Regions from separate parts of the Mus musculus genome. Here region 1 is linked to region 2. A link is a contact called in public Hi-C data. All regions are on one chromosome and are shown on one strand. The core of a region is the stretch at or near the end of the contact, and the rest is flanking DNA. Distances in the headings are between cores, read along the strand shown. Region 1 has its middle 7.6 kb from the start of Gm35972. Region 2 has its middle 18 kb from the start of Gm52200.

The links. A called contact is a pair of places that touch in the nucleus more often than the background predicts.
Region 1: a Hi-C map of epidermal suprabasal cells shows a contact between it and region 2, with 7 times the contacts expected there. The contact joins two enhancer-like sites. A contact is called at or near these places in 3 of 39 promoter capture datasets (3T3-L1-derived adipocytes, liver and pre-B cells), 1 of 15 datasets of contacts at CTCF or cohesin (embryonic stem cells), 5 of 484 Hi-C or Micro-C datasets (embryonic stem cells, epidermal suprabasal cells, nephron progenitors and 1 more), 6 of 115 datasets of contacts at active chromatin or transcription factors (astrocytes, embryonic forebrain, embryonic stem cells and 1 more) and 2 of 9 other capture datasets (adipose tissue and liver).

Annotation. Positions count from the first base shown.
Region 1 is chr15:101,833,867-101,836,697 of GRCm38.p6, forward strand. No RefSeq gene overlaps it. Among named protein-coding and RNA genes, the nearest start is that of Gm35972, 7.6 kb to the left of the region's middle. Within about 2 kb of position 1,260, at least 2 of the 459 cell types and tissues checked have an H3K27ac peak or open chromatin away from gene starts, as enhancers often do. A contact at or near this core is called in epidermal suprabasal cells, where this site is marked.
Region 2 is chr15:101,335,520-101,338,219 of GRCm38.p6, forward strand. No RefSeq gene overlaps it. Among named protein-coding and RNA genes, the nearest start is that of Gm52200, 18 kb to the left of the region's middle. Within about 2 kb of position 1,377, at least 94 of the 459 cell types and tissues checked have an H3K27ac peak or open chromatin away from gene starts, as enhancers often do. A contact at or near this core is called in epidermal suprabasal cells, where this site is marked.

The sequences.
Region 1 (2,831 bases), core at 10-2,509, 500 kb after region 2:
AATCCTCTATGAGAGCAACCAGTGATCTTAACCGTTGAGTTATCTCTATAGTCCCCAAAATGTTATTTTTAAGGTACTAGGAATAGACTAGAACCTCACACATCCAGCAAGAGCTTCACCAAGCCCAGCTTACCACTTACTGTTTCTCTAAGTTCCCTGGGCTGGCTCTGAACTGAGATTCTCCTGCCTCTGTCTCTAGAGCAGCTGGCATTGACCTGGCTGAAAATACCTATTTTTAAACCTCCTAAGAGTTGTACATAGTCTGCAGTTACAGCCATAGCATCAAGAACAAACTAGAAACAATTACTGTTTTAGAGGCGGCTTTTCCTTCCCTTCTGTCTCCCTTCATGTTATCATTACGTTGTTTGTGAAGTTTTTAGATTGGGGGTAGACAATCGGCCCTAACAGCCTCAGATGGACCATCTCCATCCCTGTCATGTAAATGTCCTGCTAAGATGACAAGAGCATTTCTACCGCTACAGAAGAGTGTGACAGTGGAGGAACCAGCAGCAGGCACAGCCCCCAGATGTCTGCTTCTTTACAGTCTCCGTCTGCAAGCTTTTACACCACTCTGGCTACGTAGCAGGAACTAAGCAACCCATACCAAAGACTGAGCTCCTTCTTAAAGGACTTCCATATTTCTGTCTTAATATGCATAAGCAATTTGCCTGTACATATGTATATGTACCACACTCATTTCTGGTGTCCATGGGGGTCAGAAGAGGACACTGGATCCTCTGGAACTATAGTTACAGACGGTTGCGAGCTTTCACATGAATTCTGGGAACTGAACTCAGGTTCTCTGCAAGAGCTACCGGTGCTCTTAACCACTGAGCAGTCTCTACAGACCCCCCCCCTTTTTTTTTTTAATTGAACAAGCGAAAAAATGTTTTCTAGGTAGCCTAGGAGATAGCCCAAGGCAAAACCATTGCCTTTGCATTTTTAAAACAACTGGTCAAAACATTCTATAAGTTCAGTCTAGGAACCTGAGACTATTTGGGACAGGAACAAGAGAGGGAATCTGAAGGATGTGGGAAGAGAGTAAGGAATGAGCTCTGCTATAGCATCTCACAATCACTGCCAAGAATCTTCCTAAACTGTTCCAACTACAGCATCTTCCCTCCTTGTCCCAGAAGCCTCTGCCTTGTGCAGCTTAATCCAGGCAGCAGTGTCTATGTGTAAAGACACCTCTGTACCAGTAGAGGACACTCCACACTGCCTAGACAGAGCGAGCAGGGCCTATATTGACAGATTGGAAACTGGGTGTGGGCCCGTGGGAAGGGTGGGAACACCCTTCACCTGAACCTGTGAAGAAGGTCACAAGTTGACTAAGACATCAGGCGCCATTTTTTTCTGATTATGGATCGGCAGGGAGTGTCAGGTGTCCTCCAGCAGAAGTGGGAGGAGTGAGAACAGTGACACAGAGTGGCGCAAGGCATCATGGGTACCCATCCTTTCAACAAAGAACTAAAAATTACCGGCACCACCCAAATGTCTTGTGGGCATCTTTCCTCTCCTTTCTATCTGGCACGCAGATCCAGCCAACTTTTCCTTTAAGGAGCCATCTTACAGACCATTGCAGCTTCCGGCTTCCCACTGACGCTGCCCATAGGCCGCATCTTCTTCTTGGGAGAAGAAGCCTGTGATCAACTCCCATCTGCTGGGACCCTGCTCCGGCTCTTCTCATCCTGAGTCCTTATCCCCACTGGCTTCTCTTCCAGGCTGCTTCTTCCAATGTGCTCACCTCTTGGTTTCCATGACAGCATGGCCTCTGATTTCCCTTCTGTAGTGACAGCTCTCTTCACATGTTTGACTAGGTTTGGTTTGGTTTGGTTTGGTTTGGTTTGGTTTGGTTTGGTTTCTTATCTTAATCTGTACGCAGAGTGCTCCTTGGGTTCTGTTTTTAAACATTCTCTTTCTTTTAAGAAAATAAGTGGAGAATAAAACAAAGTAACAAAGAAAGTTACACACTTGGAAATACATCTAATATTCTCTCAGGTGGGGCTACAGCTTTTCTACAGCTGAGATGGGAAAAGAGGTCATATAGTTGAAACTGTGTACCTTAGGTTAACCCCAGAATGTTCTACTGATGTCCCTGCGCTCTCTCTCTCTCTCTCTCTCTCTCTCTCTCTCTCTCTCTCTCTCACACACACACACACACACACACACACACACACACGTGCGCACATGCACACACTCAGGATGATTGCTGTCCTAGGGATGTTTCAGAAACCTCTGGGTATGGTTTTCTCTTGACATTGACATGACAGTGTTGCTAGTATCTAGTGACCTGGGACTTCCAGAATTCGTGTCATATACAAATAAAAAGTACTTTTGCCACTTTCCATTATACTATGTTGTTGCAGAAGATAGCTGCTGCCTAAAGAGAACTCATTTTCTTTTCATCAGGGGACTTACTGGAGGTTTTGGGGTTGTTTTGTTTTGTTTTGTTTTGTTTTTTACTTCTTTTTAAACTTGTATCATCAATGATGAAACTATTCAGAATGTCAATATTTCCAACAGACAGCCCACATTTGCTGCTAACCAAATAGTGATTCCACATTTGAGCACAACACTGCTTAATTCTGCATTCCAGAGCAACTTTGCCTAAGAGTCTACCTAACAAGATATACAGAGTCTGAAAGGACTCACAAGCCCCCACCGCTAGCTAGAAGATATTCACAGTTGATAGCTGATGGGGAAGAATCAGTTTTCTTCCAAGGGCTGGCCCTGGGCGGTCAACCATCCCCCCTCAGAGGGTGATGTGCCTCACAGATTAGACTTGGTGAGGATTTTTTTGTGTGTGTGAGCCAGGGGGGCATAGCTGGGAG
Region 2 (2,700 bases), core at 127-2,626:
GATCCCATTACGAATGGTTGTGAGCCACCATGTGGTTGCTGGGACTTGAACTCAGGACCTTCGGAAGAGCACTCAGTGCTCTTAACCACTGAGCCATCTCTCCAGCCCAGCCTCTCCCTTTTTTAAATTAAAAGATTTCTATTATATTTATCATTGTTGTTATTGTTAGTGTGTGTGTGTATGTAGCTCAGGAGATACATTTTGGGAGTTGTTTTTTCCTCCCACCATGGGCTTTAGGACTTGAGGCTCCATCTTGCTGGCCTAGATTGCTCAGCATTTTGAAATACAGTTGCCAGATGTCGGGGGTTGGGTGGGAGGTGGGGGTGGAAGGGTGGGTGGGGTAGAGGGATGGGGGATGGGGGTAAGAAACCCATGAGAACCAAGGCCACAGGATTGGGGGATATCAAGGGTGTGTGTGTGTGTGTGTGTGTGTATGTGTGTATCCATGCACACATGCATGGGAGAATATGTAGACCTCTGTGTGTGTGAATGGGAAACTGGGAAGGCCCAGGGCTGAGGTGCTGGCTGATCGCTTATAAAGTTCTCTTTGTTCACACAGAGTTTGGATCTGCTTATCTGAGAGGTGTTGGAGGGTCTAGGGCCAGGACCCAAAGGACCTATGGGGAAGACCTGTCAGGGTTGTGTGTGAGGGTGGGGGAAGGAGGAGCCTCACTAGTGAGTTTGAAGTGGATGAGGGTCAGGGATCAGTACTGGCCGCCTCCTGGGCAAAAGGTTTCCCTGAGCCATAGTAGGGTAGTGGAGACATCGTGGCTAGTGTGGTGGGTGAGTAGGGGGCAGTGAGGGTGGAGACTAAGAACCTTGGCAGGTAAGAGGGTAGAGGTCAAGGAATGCCTTTGTAAGCTCCTGTATTCATCCTTCCCACCTCCCGACCAGCAGGAACTGTCTAATGAGTGATTGATGAGGGTGGTGGGACCAGGGGAGGCTCTCTGGGACTGGGGTACAGGTAGCATCCTCCTTCTTGTGCTGAGACTCTCAGGTCCATAGCAGCCTGCAAGGGGAGGTTCCATTTCAGCTTTGGGAAGCTCCTTCCTTGTCCCGGGCGCGGTGCCCTGGAATGCTGTGCTCAGATGTGGCGGCACCGCCCGCGTCGCGTCCAGTCCCGTCCTGTCCCGTCCCATCTTGCCCAGTCTGGGCCGCCCTGAGCAGCCTCCCTGCCCAGGCACGCGGACCACCGCAGGTGGATACCAGGTGTCTACAGGAACAGAGGTTGCAAGCTCCGCCCCGGGACCTGCCCTCTGCCATGCCCCCACAGGGGTACCTGAGGCTTAGCACCCCGACTCTGTCAGGGTCTCTGGCTCACTGTTTTAGTTGGTGGCTTCTCTATGGGAAGGAATCCTGGAGGCATGAGTCATGCCCTTACTGCTTTTGAAGCCTCCCATATTTCCGGCCTCAGTTTCTTCCTGTTAAGAGGGTCACGATCCTGGCTGCGGTTGTGCTAATCAGGAGAAAAAAGGCTTGTCTGTGCTTCCGTCCATGCTCAGCTCCTTACAAAGGGTCCTTTCGTAGTGTCTTAATCCTCCTTCCTTCCGTGGGCTGTGGTTTTCAGGCTGGGGGTAGAGAACTGGACTGTATTGAAACAGAAACCTTGGTCTGTGCTGGTAAGCTGGTCTGGCCTTTCCTATCTGGAGGCTCTAAAAGGAAGCTGGGAGCAGGCTAGAGGGGCCTGAGGAATGCTTACCCAGGCCCCTGCTTTTCTCTGCTCTTGGCCTGCAGGGCTGAGCCAGAGTGGCTATGGGCAGGCACCCACCAGGCCTTTGGAGGTAGAGACTCAAACTAAAGAGCAATCTTAGGTAGCATAGTGTGGTGGCCAGAGGGGAGCACAAATGTTATCTTCATTTGACAGCTGGGTAAACTGAGGCTGGAGTTCCTCCAGGTAGGGGCCTGAACTAGATCCTGTGCCAGTACTGTTCCCTATTTCTGTCTCCCATGGTAGGCAGGTGTAATGTCATTACCCAGATCCATGGCTGGCTGCGATAATGCTTCCCCCTGATCCACCAACCTGCTGGGAAGTTCCAGAAGGGACTCTGTTATTTCTCAGGTTGGCCCTGGAGAGCTGCTCCTTCCAGGAGAGGGAGTTCCATGAATTTAGGGTACATGGCCCCTCTCCCCATTTTTCTCCCATTTCACCAGCTGGGCAGTGTACTTAACAAAGCTCAGAGGGAGAGGTCTACCTTTGTCTGCTAATGGGGTTTGGTCAGCCTGCTTCTACTGCTTCTAAGCTGTGTGGCTTAGGCCCTTTCTCTGCCTGGCCTTCAGATTCTCTCTTAAGATGAGCAGGCAGGGTACACTCATGGTTCTGGGATGTCACCCCTCGAAGGAGGGCTGTGCCCTAGAGTTAAGGTGAGGTTGCCCAGTTAAGGTGAGGTGGCCTTGCTCATTTATAGAGGGAGATGGACCAATGAGGGTAGTACTGGCTATCTTGTGGTCCGTTTACTTCAGAGGACAGATGAAGAGGTGCTGGGCATGCCATCATGCCTGTCAGAGCATTAGGGGAGGGTCTCCGACAAGTCATTTGGGACCTGGTGTGTTGGGAGTGTTGTGACTGATATAAAGCCTCCAGGGGGTGGCCTTGAAGCCCCATAGACCTTGTGACTGGCTTGATGGCTCTGTGGCTCTGTGTCAGCACATGAACCATGGTCCTTTTCCTCTTGACACAGGACAAAGAACTCCTTTCCTCTG